Regions from separate parts of the Zea mays genome. Here region 1 is linked to region 2. Evidence: chromatin contacts called from public Hi-C data. All regions are on one chromosome and are shown on one strand. Each heading gives the region's core, a stretch centred on a gene start, on an enhancer-like site or on the middle of the called end of the contact. The rest is flanking DNA. Distances are from core to core; before and after follow the strand shown.

Evidence for each region. A called contact is a pair of places that touch in the nucleus more often than the background predicts.
Region 1: a contact with region 2 is called in a Hi-C map of ear, with 3 times the contacts expected there. The contact joins two enhancer-like sites. A contact is called at or near these places in 2 of 25 Hi-C or Micro-C datasets (ear and leaf).

What each region holds. Positions count from the first base shown.
Region 1 is chr8:47,674,746-47,682,491 of Zm-B73-REFERENCE-NAM-5.0, reverse strand. No RefSeq gene overlaps it. Among protein-coding and RNA genes, the nearest start is that of LOC103635159, 32 kb to the right of the region's middle. Within about 2 kb of position 2,986, at least 14 of the 20 cell types and tissues checked have an H3K27ac peak or open chromatin away from gene starts, as enhancers often do. A contact at or near this core is called in ear and leaf, where this site is marked.
Region 2 is chr8:47,242,835-47,250,129 of Zm-B73-REFERENCE-NAM-5.0, reverse strand. No RefSeq gene overlaps it. Among protein-coding and RNA genes, the nearest start is that of TRNAW-CCA, 120 kb to the right of the region's middle. Within about 2 kb of position 1,444, at least 18 of the 20 cell types and tissues checked have an H3K27ac peak or open chromatin away from gene starts, as enhancers often do. A contact at or near this core is called in ear and leaf, where this site is marked.

The sequences.
Region 1 (7,746 bases), core at 1,737-4,236, 430 kb before region 2:
CTTCGAAGTCGTTCCTAAGGGAATGCAGAGCTACGTTTCATTTCACCTAAGTAACAGCGAAAAAGCTCCAAAGTCATTCCTAAGGGAATGCGGACCTACGATTCATTTCACCTAAGTAACGGTGAAAAAGCTCTGAAGTTGTTCCTAAGGTAATGCAGAGCTACATGCCATTTCACCCAAGTAATAGTGAAAAAGCTCTGAAGTCGTTTCTAAGGGAATCCAAAGCTACGTGTCATTTCACCCAAGTAACAGTGAAAAAGCTCCGAAGTCGTTCCTAAGGGAATGCAGAGGTACAATTCATTTCACCTAACTAATAGCATAAAAACTCTAAAGACGTTCTTAAGGGAATGCAGAACTATGATTTCCTTTGTAATGTGTGAAAAGAAGGAAAGGTGTTTTTTGCCTTCGGCTCAAAAACACATGTTGAATAAAAATTTCACACATCACAAAAGAAAGGCAAAGAAGCAAAAATAGAAGAGATACAAATATTACATATCATTTGAAAAAAATCTCAAAAGCATTTAGACACCTAGCACCACCAAAAATATTACAACAAACAATCACTATTTCTCACATTATATAATCAATTCTCTGTGTTGCCTTGCATTACTTCGTCATAAATTTGCTCGCAAATCTTGAGGATAACATCATCTATGGCTTTTTTTGCAGCTCTGGCAGAGATTGATTTGGCTTCAACAGTAGCATCTTTTGCTTCGGCTTTAGTATGTTTCACTTCAATTATTACCTATGAAGTGGTGACTTTACAACAAGGATTATTAAAGCAATTGCTAAAACATGAGTACACTAAATTTAACAGAAGCGAATAGTCAAATACCTTCGGCTTTTTTGCTTTGAAGCTTCTTCCTAATATCTACAACTCTTTCAGCTGCCTATTGTGCTTATAGAGATTTTGGGAAGTTAGTATGTACATGCCCCACGAAGGTAAAGACAAAGGTAACAAAGTACAAACGTTCTCCTTGTTCTTTATAGATTCTTGGATACTTATTTCTTTTCCGCCCAACTTCCATTTTTCAAATAAGAATTTTTTAGACCACTTCAAAGCTTCAATAGTGGATCTTCGAATGTGGTCCAAAGAAACTATAATTAGGGTCAGTCCAAACCATTAGATGATTGCACCTGGCTTTCAGGAAAACTGAAGCAGTGCTTTGGGCGCCTATCCAAACAAAATAGTCCTCTTGTGCTGAGAGAACACTTTTAAAAGCACGGGTCTCATTGAGCAACCACCTCATTAGGCCCTCCAAGTCACCAACTGATAAATTCTTTTCTTTAGACAAAGCCTCGGTCGAGGAGAAGGGTTTCAACAACTCATTATGGCATCTGTTGCCGAGGGTGTGACAGTTGGCTAACAGGATTTGGTAGTTTTCATTGAGTCCTCTCAAGAGATTCACTTCATCTTTCAGGTCATCAATTGTCACCTGAGCACTGCTAAGATTAACGGCTACTTCGACAGATGCTTGCATCATCTTTGTTGTTTCAACTTCATGTTCTTCTTTTCCTCGCTTCAGCTCAGCCACAAGCGATGCAATTTGGTTGTCCTTTTTAGCGTTAGAAGCTTCAAGCTCTGATATTTTTCTCCCCATTGTTTCCTCAAGCTTACTTTTCTCTTCGCGCATAGTCTGGACATTGGTTCGACTTTCAATGAAATCCTTCTCTAGAATCTTGAAAGATTTTTCCTTGTCATCGCAATCAAAATGAAGCCTGCACACTTCGAACCTAAGCTTCATTGTCTCTTTAGGGCAGCTTCGTCCTCAACATTTTTCTTGTTCCTCAGGGTCTTCATCAGAAGCAAACCTTGTAAGACATGAAAAGAGAAATATAAGTAAATTATTCCATCAAGTCAACCCAAAGCTCAAAAACAAAAATCAATAGAAATTACCTTAAGATGCGTGTAAGCCAAGCAATCAGAAAAGTCCTCGGAGGACATGGTTGAGAGCATGGCCTCCGACTTCGAGAAAACAATATTATCTATCATGTAGCGACATACTTTAGTTTCCATATTGTCTGGGCAGCAGTACAAGTAATCGTTTGGCCGGCCCCGAAGATAGTAGACCCCAAAGGGTATCCAAGTTGTTCAGCAAAACCGATGCTTTGGCCACCTACGTCGCACCCATGACTTTCCCCGCGGCATCATGAACCCTATACCTTCGACCATCCAATTCTTGGTCAAAAGGTCCTTCATCAAGCATTGTATCATCTTCAAAGACATTTGTGAACAATAAGTGTAAAGCCTTAAGGGGCATGATTGTAATTTTGTACAAAGGCGGTTCATCTTCCCTATAAATAGATGAACAGTGCACTGCACAAAGCACCTTTTCGAGGGCCAAAGCTTCGTGTTGCTTAGCCTTCGAAGATCATTTGTGCCACTTTGTGTTAAGGAGCCGAAGGTATGCTTGTAAAGTCCTATAATAAAAAGGGAGATGAAATAAAAATGCTAAGGTAAAGGAGATGAGTTTCATACGTGTAAACACCCTAAAATCATATTTTTGGATAATTTAAGAAAGTTTATTCTGTGACCTGAATAAATATGTTTTCAAATAGGAGAATATATAGGAGATCCCTATATGAGTGAATTAATTGAATAAAACATTTATAAATATCTTCTAAAAAAATTTAAGCTAAGATACGTTTTAACAAATAATAAAGATTAGAGATTAGTTTCTTAATATACATTGTGTGAGCATAATTGGTGTATTCAAAATCATTTTTCAAAGATATGGTAAAATAAATAAATAAAATTATGGATTTGCATTTATGCTGAGGTGTTCGATTTGTTCACTAAAATTTGAGTGCAAATTGGAGACCAAATTTGAACTTGAAATCCAAATTTGAAAATTAGGAAACAAAATAGGAAGATATAAAAGAAAATAAAGAAAAAGGGGGAAAGACTACCTACATCTAGGCTCAAATCTACTCACCTCGGCCCACATCATCACCTTGCGGCTGGCCCACCTCCCCACTTCCTCATCCCACGCAACCGCCATGTGGGTCCCTTGCGAGCCAATTTTCCGCCGTGTGCAATTCACAGCCAGCCATGCGCAGACCTGTAACAGACTCGTCGGTCACGGGGGAAGTTGTTCTGATTTCCCTGGTTAAATAAAAGTGTCGAACCACGAACACATCGCCCTCCTCCTGGTCGTCGCGGTTGCGTATTGAACCCAGCATCACTGAGCGCCGACGACGTGAGAGGGTAGTGCTCGTCGTCGTTGCTATCAGAGTCGAGCAGGCCCGTGGCCTAGACCTAGGTATTGGTGCAAGGGCAATCAGCAGAGAATGCCGCGAACGGTCTTAACTTCATTGCTGGTCGGTGCCACACGGTGTCTTCGACCGGCCTCCCTCTCACCTCTGCAACTGCAGTGAGCCCCCCAACTCTAGCTCCCCTGGTTCCCGTATTCACGTAGCAGCGGTTAGTAGGGCGTTGGTAGCTCGGGCTCGAGGGACGGCTACGCGCTGGTGGTATCGCCACCATGTTTGGTGGGCGGTGTCGTTCATCTGAAGCATCAGTGTGGGGAAGAAGGCTATGGACCATTGGATCCTTGATGACGGGTTGGGGTCAACACGTGTCGTGGGCGAATTTGGGGCCATCGATCCGTGATCCGATGATCGTAGTTGTTTATCGGTTCGTTTTAAGGCCTTGTTCGTTTCCGTTGGATTGCACCCGGAATCGTTCCAGCTAATCAAAGTTTATATAAATTAGAGAAGCAATCCGGTCAGGAATCGTTCTGACCCATCAATCCGGCAGAAACGAACAAGGCCTAAAGGAGGATCGATTCCGGGCCGCTGGTGTTGGATCGGGCGGATCCGATGGGGATCTCTGTAATTTAAAATCAACACTCTTGATTTCAGATCCAAGGGTCACAACTGTGTACCGATTCAACTTATTGATCGAACTAATTCGGACGCTCCGTTAGAGATCCAATGGCCGTAGTCGGCCCATACCTCTTCGTCGAGTGGTTTTTCAGAGGGGACCCCGGACTCTTTATGTATTGCTTGCGGGTCCGCACAGCTCTAGAACCGTTAAAACTAAGTCCTGGTTTTATCGTTGTAGCCCCTGAGTCTTCCTGGAATCAGGCCCCTAGTCCATTCAGCTGTGAGATCAGTAAGAATAAATGCATAAGTCACTTTCTAGTACAATAATAATGACTCAATCTTAGAAAGATCATAACTTCATGATTTTAACTCTATTTTAATTCGTTCAATTTGTGTCGACTTCGTAGTAAAATTGCATACACAATAATTACAATATTTGTGTCATATCATAGACTTTTATAAAGAGATATTCATTTAACTTGTGTTCTAACCTTTCTAAATCAAAGTTAATCTGTTGATAATTATAACCTGACTAAAATAGATTCTCTAATTAAAGATATAACTTGGGTGGAGATGAATTAAGGTGTTAAACGTTAAAGTCCTTCGTCCTTCGGGGCATTATTTCTCTTAGGATATAACGACTCTCGGACGAAGGTTACGAAGAACATACCTTTGTAAGCACAACATATAAAAATGAAGAGGAATTCATATGAAGTATAATAAACAGCATGAACAATTAAATATTTTGTTATCATTGGATTATTCTTATTTTATTACTATGAGTAAATAGAAATGATAACTTATTACAAGTGTACCTTCGGCTTGAAGGAAAATAAAGAGTACAAGCGTGATGCAAAAGCAAATGCCAAGTCAACGTGAACAGTACGGGAGCACTGTTCATCTATTTATAGGCACGGGACGCAGCCCATGTAAAATTACACTCATGCCCTTTACTTTTGCTAATGACTCTATAGTAATCCATCGAGGTTTAAATAGCATTTTCCCTTTTAAGTCAGTTTGCCTTTCTGCTATCATGCCGAAGGTCCCCCGCGAATAGCTTCGGTTCTGCGCCAACCTTTGCATTCTTTGTACTTCTTCATATTGTGGTTCTGATCCGAGTCCGAAGGTACCTGTTCATGTATTATACTCCAGAAACATTGTTAAATCATGTTTTTGAGGACCTTCGGAAGTCGAAGGCCCCCAACAGTAGCCCCTCGCAATATTAATTTGTTAGGATGATAAATTCAGATTGCGATATGGACGAAGGCCCTAGGCCGAAGGTCCGAAAAAACACCTTCCCTTTGCTAGAATAGCAACAGTCAATGACAAGCGGGACCCTCCCACTTGCAACGCCCTAGGCATATAAATATGATCCGACCGCGAGCTCATTTGGGACGCTTTCTTGCCATCTGCTTTGCCTGCTCAAATAGCTCTTTGCCTACAAACGCTTGTCCAGCTTTTAAAATTTTTTAGCTTCGGCCCTAAGAGCACATTTTCAGCATTTTCGAAGAGATGTCTCAGGAAAAGAAAGCTGTTGCTGAAATGAAACTGAGCCTTTCTGAGGAGAAGAATCTGGGCTTTCTTGAATCGATAGCGAGAACAAATACAGAGAAGATTACTAGAGAAATTTTAGAAGGCTTATCTGAAGATACCTGTGAAAGTGACAGCTATGATGTAGAAAGTGGGGGTGAAGACTCCGAAGATCGACCGTGGCGACCAAGTCACACAGTCTTCGGAAAATCGAGTATTAAACAGAGTCATCTTGATAACATGAGGGGAAGATATTTTCGAGACATGTCTACTGTGAGGGCAGATGACGGAGAGAGGACTGTGCCTACTCCCGAAGAGAATGAAGTCGTGATCTTCCGAAGCTTTTTTAAAGCTGGGCTTCAGTTCCCCTTAAACAGATTTGTGGTTGAAGTTCTGAAGATGTATCAGGTCTACCTTCATCAACTTACTCCCGAAGCTATCATAAGAATGGGAATCTTCGTATGGGCCGTGAGGAGCCAGGGCTTGGAGCCAAATGCAAAAAGTTTCTGCAATATGCACGAACTATTATATGAGACGAAACCCTGGGGTAAAGAGCAATATCATAACAATTTTGGCTGTTATAGCTTCGGTGCTCGCTCTGGGTCAAGCTGTCCCATGCCAACTTTTCGGAAGAGATGGTGAAAGTCGCCTAGAGGGGGGGGGTGGATAGGCGAAACCTGAAAATTAAAACTTTATCCCCCAACTAGATCCTTTGATTAGTGGTTAGAACAAGATGAACAATTATTGAAGTATAAAAACTAAGTTCTTGCTAGTAAGAGTATAGCTTTCAAATAATGCGGAAGTGATAAAACTAATAATTCTATGATAACGAAGCAAGAAAGCTTAGATGAAAAAGAGCACTAACTCAAGTTCTTTTCTTGCGGAGTGTTGCTTCACTTAAATGAGATTTTAACTTGAAGCAACACCAAATGATATGAGCAAAGAATAGTGCAAGAGAACTTAGAGTAAGGGAACTTAGAGTAAGGGAAAGCAAACAAATCACAAGCAAAAGCACAATGAACACGGGTGATTTGTTTTACCGAGGTTCGGCCCTCGAAGGCCTAGTCCCCGTTGAGGAGTCCACTTAAGGACGGGTCTTTTTCAACCCTTTCCCTCTCTCCCGATCACACAAGGATCGGCGAGCTCTTCTTCTTCTCAAGGATCGCTCTCGATCCCACAAGGACCACCACAATCTTTGGTGTCTCTTGCTATCTTTTACAAGCCTCCAACACTTTGGAGGAAGTTCGAATGGGAGTCGAAAACTCCACGCGCAAATGAACACAAAGATGTAGCACACACTATCTCTCAATGAATCTCACAAGGCGCTAGGCTAAACTCAATTGAGTAGCTCTCAATTGCTTGCTCTCTCTTTTGTGGCACTTGTGTTGGTTGTAGTGGACTAAATCTTGTGTATAGGATGGATCAATGAATATAGATGGTTGGGAGGGCTTAAGTATGTCAACTAGATGACTTGGAATGTTGCTTGGACTCCCACCCTTTAAAATGGCCGGTTGGGGTGGTATTTATAGCCACCATCCAATTTTGTAGCCGTTGGAGAAGCTGCTGGCGATGGGCGCACCGGACAGTCCGGTGCACACCGGACATGTCCGGTGCCCCAGCCACGTCATCCTATCCGTTGGGGTTGGAGCTGGTCGACCGTTGGAGGCTTTTGTCCTCATGTGGCACCGGACAGTCCGGTGCACACCGGACAGTCCGGTGCCTCTCTGATCCTCTGCTCTGACTTCTGCCGCGTGTACTGTTCTGCACTGTTTACTGTCAGAGTCGACCGTTGGCGCGAAGATGACCGTTGCTCCGCTGGCACACCGGACAGTCCGGTGCACACCGGACAGTCCGGTGAATTTTAGCGGAGCGGCTGCCGCGCGAACCCGAGGCTGGCGAGTTCTGGAGACCGCGCTTTCTTGGAGCACCGGACATGTCCGGTGCACACCGGACAGTCCGGTGAATTATAGCGCGCCGGCTTCCGAGAATTCCCGAGGGCGAAGAGTTTGAGTCTGAGTCCCCTGGTGCACCGGACAGGTACTGTTCACTGTCCGGTGGCACACCGGACAGTCCGGTGCGCCAGACCAGGGGTGCCCTCGGTTGCCCCTTTGCTCCTTTATTGAATCCAAAACTTGGTCTTTTTATTGGCTGAGTGTGAACCTTTTACACCTGTATAATCTATACACTTGGGCAAACTAGTTAGTCCAATTATTTGTGTTGGGCAATTCAACCACCAAAATTATTTAGGAACTAGGTGTAAGCCTAATTCCCTTTCAATCTACCCCTTTTTGGTGATTGATGCCAACACAAACCAAAGCAAATAGAGAGGTGCATAATTGAACTAGTTTGCATAATGTAAGTGTAAAGGTTGCTTGGAATTGAGCCAAT
Region 2 (7,295 bases), core at 195-2,694:
GGAATAAAAATTTATGTGTAATGCCTTCTCATTCTTAAGAATTATTAGGAGACATGTTTAAAATAAATAATACCTCAATAAAATTTGTATCATGTTGAGGTTTTGTTTGTTTGTGCATTTAATAATAAAACAATACTAATGAAAATATGATAATAGTTTGATAATTTAGATTTAACCAAAAAGTACAATTTAGGGAATTGGAAATAATACAGAAAAAAAAGAAAGAGAGAGATATTATGAAAGACAAAATAGATTTACAAGAAAAGAAACCCATCCCATAATGGCATGTTCAAAACATACATTCAAATTTTAGTACAAATTCGCAACAAGATTTGAATTCAAATTTTAGGTTTAAAATAAAAAGGAGAAACAAAACAGGAAATAAAGTTAGAAAAAAAAGAGAACAAAAGCACTTGGGCTGAAACCTCCCTGGAGGCCCACTCCTCCATTTTCCCCACGCCGCGCGCGCTTACACCATGGGCCTAGTGGGCTAGTGGCCAATCTTTTGCTTCCCGCTGGCGTGCGCCTGACGCTGTTGGGTGGGCCCGTCGTGGCAGCCCAGCACAGCATGGTCACGGGAGGGATCTCTCAGACCCTGGTGTAGCTGGCTCGTGGGGCCGACTCGTCAGGAACGTCTTCCCCACAGAGTACACTCACGCGACAAGGAAGGTTCTACTCGGCTCGCACGCGTGGCATGACCTTCTCTGCCATGCGGGCGATCCATGTTCAGGCGCTGCCGGGAGGACCCTGTGCTAGCTCTATTCCCCCCCCCCCCCCCCCCCCATGGATCAGAAGTGGGAGCGGTAACAACCACTTGGGGGCGCCGCGATCTCCGCCACGATATCCGCGCGCGCAATTCTGGATGATGGATCAAATCCGAACTTCGTCGCACTATAAAAACCTAAGCCTTTCATCAATCGAGCCATCCCTCTAGTCACCATGGGTTCTGCGACCATGGGCACCGTGCATCCCGGAGCGCCATTGATGGGTGAGTGAAGGATGGTTGCGCCGCGCGATGAAAACTCTGATTTCCGGATCGTCGCGCCCTCTGCAACCGGTGAGAATCTTGCTGGGCGCGCAATGGATCGACAATCGCGAGATTGCTCGTCGTCGACCAAACACCGCTGCGGATCCGCGTGACGCCGTGGGCAACCCTGTTGCTGCCTCCATTACTGGTGATAAGCTATTTAATCAATTCGGATGACCCTCCTCGGTGTGTTGCGCCCACCCGTGACCAATTTTTGCGCCGCGGCTTTGATTCGGCCGTTCACCGGCGTACCTCGCCGCGCGGCGGTGCCGCCATCTCTGGGTGGTGCCTGGCAGCCAGGGTGTGGTTGGGGGCGGTGCGGTGACCCTTGATTCAATGAACGACCCAGATTAGGTCATAGGCGTACCCTTTCATCTAATAGAATCGTGACCGTTCATCTTTGATGTACGCACCAGATTCGCTCGCATCACTTTAAAATCTGAACCTTCGGATCGTGATCGGTCGACCGCGGGTGCATACCTGTTCGGGTTTAACTCTAGCCGTCTGATGAGGATCTGAGGGCCAAAAGTCACGCGCATGTGCCAGTCATGGCTATCTTATTAAGAAACCCTCGTAGTTTTACAGATTTATCCCGCAGTCCACGGCAATGAAAGAACCATCACCAATGGGTCCTGGAATTTGCATTTGACCCCCTGAGATTCTAGAGAATAGTGGGCGCAGTCCGCGAAGCTTAAAAGAAATCTGGAAAAAAATAGTTTTAAGTGTAAAAATAAATGTAAAACCTTAGGAAAGTCATATCTTCTTCGTTTCTGCTCCGATTTTCCCTGTTCAAGTTGTGTTAGCTTCGTAATAAAATATCTACCCTTTGGTAACCTTATTTTTATCATGTAACATGTTTTTAAATAATGTGTTTACCCTATGTTCATCTGATTAACTTCTCTAATTAAAATTAAAGTAATGTTTTCAGTCCCTAGTTATAATTTGACTAAAATATGCTTTCTAATCAAGTTATAACTTGAATTAAAATTAAATTAATGATTTTCTTAGGAATATCTTTCTCACATGATTTATAATAATCAACATAGGACATAGTTTTCCTGTTTAAAACACGTAAACCTTCGAAAATTCATAACTTTATAACGGTAACTCCGATTTTTGTGGTTCTCGAACCCATGACCTCATAGCTGTAACACCCCTGGTGTTACTGCCACTAAAACTTGAGCATGACATCATAAGCATTGGCATATCATGTGATTGTACTCGGCGGCGGCGACAAGGTCCGCGTCGGTGGCGTCGCGTTTCGCTTGCGACTTCTTCTTGCCTTTCTTCTTGGCGCCGCGCTGAGTTGACGCCTCAGGGACATCTTCTGGTGCGCGGCCCTGGGGCTGCTTGTCCTTCTGGAAGATGGCCTCAACCGCCTCCTGGCCAGAGGCGAACTTGGTGGCGATGTCCATCAGCTCTCTCGCCCTGGTGGGGGTCTTGCGACCCAGCTTGCTCACCAGGTCGCGGCAGGTGGTGCCGGCGAGGAACGCGCCGATGGCATCTGAATCGGTGATGTTGGGCAGCTCAGTGCGCTGCTTCGAGAATCGTCGGATGTAGTCCCGGAGAGACTCTCCTGGCTGCTGTCGGCAGCTTCGGAGATCCCAGGAGTTCCCAGGGCGCATGTACGTGCCCTGGAAATTGCCGGCGAAGGCTTGGACCAGGTCGTCCCAGTTGGAGATCTGCCCCGGAGGCAGGTGCTCCAACCAGGCGCGAGCGGTGTCGGAGAGGAACAGGGGGAGGTTGCGGATGATGAGGTTGTCATCGTCCGTTCCACCCAGTTGGCAGGCCAACCGGTAGTCCGCGAGCCACAGTTCCGGTCTCGTCTCCCCCGAGTACTTTGTGATAGTAGTCGGGGTTCAGAACCGGGTCGGGAACGACGCTCGTCGTATGGCGCGGCTGAAAGCCTGCGGACCGGGTGGTTCGGGCGAGGGACTCCGATCCTCCCCGCTGTCATAGCGTCCCCCACGCCTGGGGTGGTAGCCTCGGCGCACCCTCTCATCGAGGTGGGCCCGACGGTTACGGTGGTGGTGCTCGTTGCCGAGGCGACCCGGGGCCGTAGGCGCTGTGTTGCGCGTGCGCCCGGTGTGGACCGAGGCTTCCCGCATGAATCGGGAAGTCACGGCGCGATGTTCCGAGGGGTACCCCTACCTTCGGGAGGCGGAGCTTTCGGCCCGTCGGACCACGGCGTCCTCCAGGAGATTCTTGAGCTCTCCCTGAATTCGCCGCCCCTCGGTGGTTTATGGGTCCGGCATGGCGCGGAGAAGCATTGCCGCTGCAGCCAGGTTCTGGCCGACTCCACTGGAAGTGGGTGGCGGCCTTACCCTGACATCGTCGGCGATGCGGTGCTGGATACCCTAGGGTAGATGACGCACTTCTCCGGCCAGAGGTTGGCCCGCCCATTCCTGCCCGACGTCCCGGCGGATCGGCTCAAGTGTTCCTGCTCCCTCGTCGAGTCTGGCCTGCACGCCGCGGATTTGTTCAAGCTGTGGGTCATGACCCCCCGCCGGAACGGGGACCACAGCTAGCTCCCGTAGGATGTCAACGCGAGGCACAGGCCTAGGGAGATCACCGTTCTCCGGAATACCAAGATGGTTGCCTTCGGAGGGACCCCCTAGATCGACGTGGAAACATTCACGACTTGGGCCGCACTCCTTGTCGCCGAGGCTGCGGCTACCGTCGGAACAGTCGGAAAGGCAGTAGTCACACGCGGTCATAAAGTCCCGCATAGCGCTGGGGTTACCAAGTCCGGAGAAATCCCAACAGAAGTCGGGCTCGTCATCTTCCTCGGACCTCGAGGGCCCGTAGGTCGAGACGTTCGTCAGCCGGTCCCAGGGTGACCGCATACGATACCCCAGAGGGTTTGGACTCGCCTCTACGAGAGTGTCCACCAAAGCGAAGTCGCTTGGCGGGTCGAGGCTGAATCCAAAAGGCGTGAGACGGGAATCGGTTGGTACCTCTTGGTCGACGGGCGGTGACGAAGTCACGTTAGGGACTGACTGCACCGTCGTCTCAGGTACGAGGGTGACGCCCAGCAAGTCCTTCGCGAGCGTGCTGGCGTCGTTCGTTTGCTTGGGGTTGGCGTGTTGCGGGGAGACGGTGCTTGTCTTCGTCTCAGACGCGGGGTTGATGCCCGACGTGCCCCCCGTTGGGGCGTCGGCGCCGTCGACTCGCTCGACAGCCGACGAGGTGCCGCCTCCTGCTTGGCCTTGGTTGCCCCGCCTCCTCCTCCGTCGGTGGGGGAGGGGACGGGGCGAGCTCGAATGTTGTTCTTCCACCACGCGGGGAAGACGTCGTCGATTCCGCCGCCGGCGGGCGGGCTGTCGGCCGCCATTGTCGCTGTCGCACGGTGGGGGAAGGAGTATCATGTCGTAGCTGCCGTCGAGGGACATGAACTAAAACTCCCGAAACGGAGCACCGTCCTGGGCTGGAAAGGTTGCTGGAGACTGCCCATCTAGAGCTTGACGGGAAGCTGTTCGTCAACACGCAGCAAGCCCCTACCTGGCGCGCCAACTGTCGGCGTTTCGAACCCGGGGGGTCCCTGGACCGATGAGTAAATTATCGCCGCGTGCCCCAGCCCAGATGGGTCGGCGCGAGACGGAGCGAGAAGGGGGGAGGCAGCCGGAGGGAGACGGGCGTGAGAGGTGGAATCCCGCGGCCTTCGTGTTTGTCCCGCGCCCAGGTCGGGTGCGCTTGCAGTAGGGGGTTACAAGCGTCCACGCGGGAGGGAGCGAGCGGCCTCACGCGAGCGCCGTCCCGTCCTTCCCCGCGCGGCCAACCCTCTGTAAGAGGGCCCTGGTCCTTCCTTTTATAGGCGCAAGGAAAGGATCCAGGTGTACAATGGGGGTGTAGTAGTGTGCTAACGTGTCTAGCGGAGGAGAGCTAGCGCCCTAAGTACATGCCATCGTGGCAGCCGGAGAGGTTTTGGCACCCGGTCCGTGTGGTGTCGTGGCCGTCGGAGGAGCGCTGGAGCCTGGCGGAAGGACAGCTATCGGGCTGTCGAGTCCTTGCTGACGTCCTCTTGCTTTCGTAAGGGGGCTGAGAGCCGCCGTCGTCATAGAGCGTGCGGGGCGCCATCATTACTTGTCTGGCGGAGCGAGCCAGATGGGACGCCGGTCTTGTTCCCCGTAGCCTGAGTCAGCTTGGGGTAGGGTAATGATGGCGCCTCCTGTTGATGTGGTCGGTCCGTGCCCTGGGTTGGGCGATGTGGAGGCTCCTCCAAGGTCGAGGTCGAGTCTGTCTTCCGAGGCCGAGGTCGAGTCCGAGCCCCTGGGTCGGGCGAGGCGGAGACCGTCGGCTGAGGCCAGGGCTGAGTCCGAGCCCTGGGGTCGGGCGAAGCGGAGTTCGTCGTCTTCCGGGGCTGATCCCGAGTCCGAGCCCTGGGGTCGAGCGAAGCGGAGTTCGTCGTCTTCCGAGGCTGAGCCCAAGTCCGAGCCCTGGGGTCGGGCGAAGCGGAGTTCGTCGTTTTCTGGGGCTGAGCCCAAGTCCGAGCCCTGGGGTCGGGTGAAGCAGAGTTCGTCGTCTTCCGGGGCTGAGCCCGAGTCCGAGCCCTGGGGTTGGGCGGAGCGAAGTTCGTCGTCTTTCGGGGCTGAGCCCGAGTCCGAGCCCTGGGTTCGGGCGAAGCGGAGTTCGTCGTCTTCCGGGGCTGAGCCCAAGTCCGAGCCCTGGGGTCGGGCGAAGCGGAGTTCGTCGTCTTCCGGGGCTGAGCCCAAGTCCGAGCCCTAGGGTCGGGCGGAGCGGAGTTCATCGTCTTCCGGAGCTGAGCCCGAGTCCGAGCCCTGGGGTCGGGCGGAGCGGAGTTCGTCGTCTTCCGGGGCTGAGCCCGAGTCCGAGCCCTGGGGTCGGGCGGAGCGGAGTTTGTCGTCTTCCGGGGCTGAGCCCGAGTCCGAGCCCTGGGGTCGGGCGAAGCCGAGTTTCCCATGGCGCCTAGGGCCGGACTTGGCTGATGTCAGCCTCACTCTGTCGAGTGGCTCAGCAGTCGGTGCGGCGCAGGCGACGCTGTCCCCTTGTCAGACCGGTCAGTGGAGCGGCGAAGTGACTGCGGTCACTTCGGCTCTGTCGACTGGAGGGCATGCGTCAGGATAAAAGGTGTCAGGCCACCTTTGCATTAAATGCCCCTGCGATTTGGTCGGTTGGCGTGGCGATTTGGCCTAGGTTGCTTCTTGGTGAAGACTGGGGCTTGGGCGAGCTGAAGGTGTGTCCGTTGCTGGAGGGGGGCCTTGGGCGAGACGTAGATCCTCCGGGGTCGGCTGCCCTTGTCCGAGGCTGGGCTCGGGCGAGGCGTGATCGCATCCCTCGAATGGACCGATCCTTGACTTAGTCGCACCCATCAGGCCTTTGCAGCTTTGTGCTGATGGGGGTTACCAGCTGAGATTTAGGAGCCTTGAGGGTACCCCTAATTATGGTCCCCGACACTTCTGTTTCCAGCACTTAGACACAATACATTAGTCTCAAAAACAATGTACTAAGTCTTAGAGACATACCTTTTTACTTGATTTGCACTTTATCCATATATTAACATGAGTCCACTTGTGTTGGCACTCAATCACCAAAATACTTAGAAATGGCCCAAGGCCACATTTCCCTTTCAATCTCCCCCTTTTTGGTGATTTATGCCAACACAATAAAAAACAACTAAAGGAAGTGCAACATCAATACAAATGAGAACTCAAAATTGTTTTGATTCAAATTTGGCATATATGGATCATTCTTTGCCACCACTTGGTTTGTTTTTGCAAATCAAATTCAATTTCCTATCTCTAAGTCAAACACACTTGTTGAGACATAAAGAGAGTTGTCAAAGACAAATTGATTCAAAGATTTCAAAAGCTCCCCCCTATTTCCCATAATCAAATACTCTCCCCACAAGAGACCAACTTTTGACAATAAGAGACAAACAAGAGTATTTTGACAAACAAAAAACTCTAACTCTACTTTTTCAAAATTCTCAGGTGGTAGCTGATCCATTTCTTGCTTTGGCCTTATTTTCTCCCCCTTTGGCATCAAGCACCAAAACGGGATCAATTTTGGCCCTTTAACCCCATTGCCTCACCAAAATCTTCAACTAAGAGTAAAAAGGCAATAAGAGTACAAAGATGAACTTGGAATGAGTTACTCTTTCATCGGAGTGCAGTGGAAGTCTTGCATGGTCCAAGTCCACCTTTCCCTTTCAAACCTCCTTTGAGACTAAATTAAGCAAACTCAAGTACACAGTTAGTCTCAATTCAAAGGGTCAAGTTGTAGCACATCTCCCCCTAAATATGTGCAT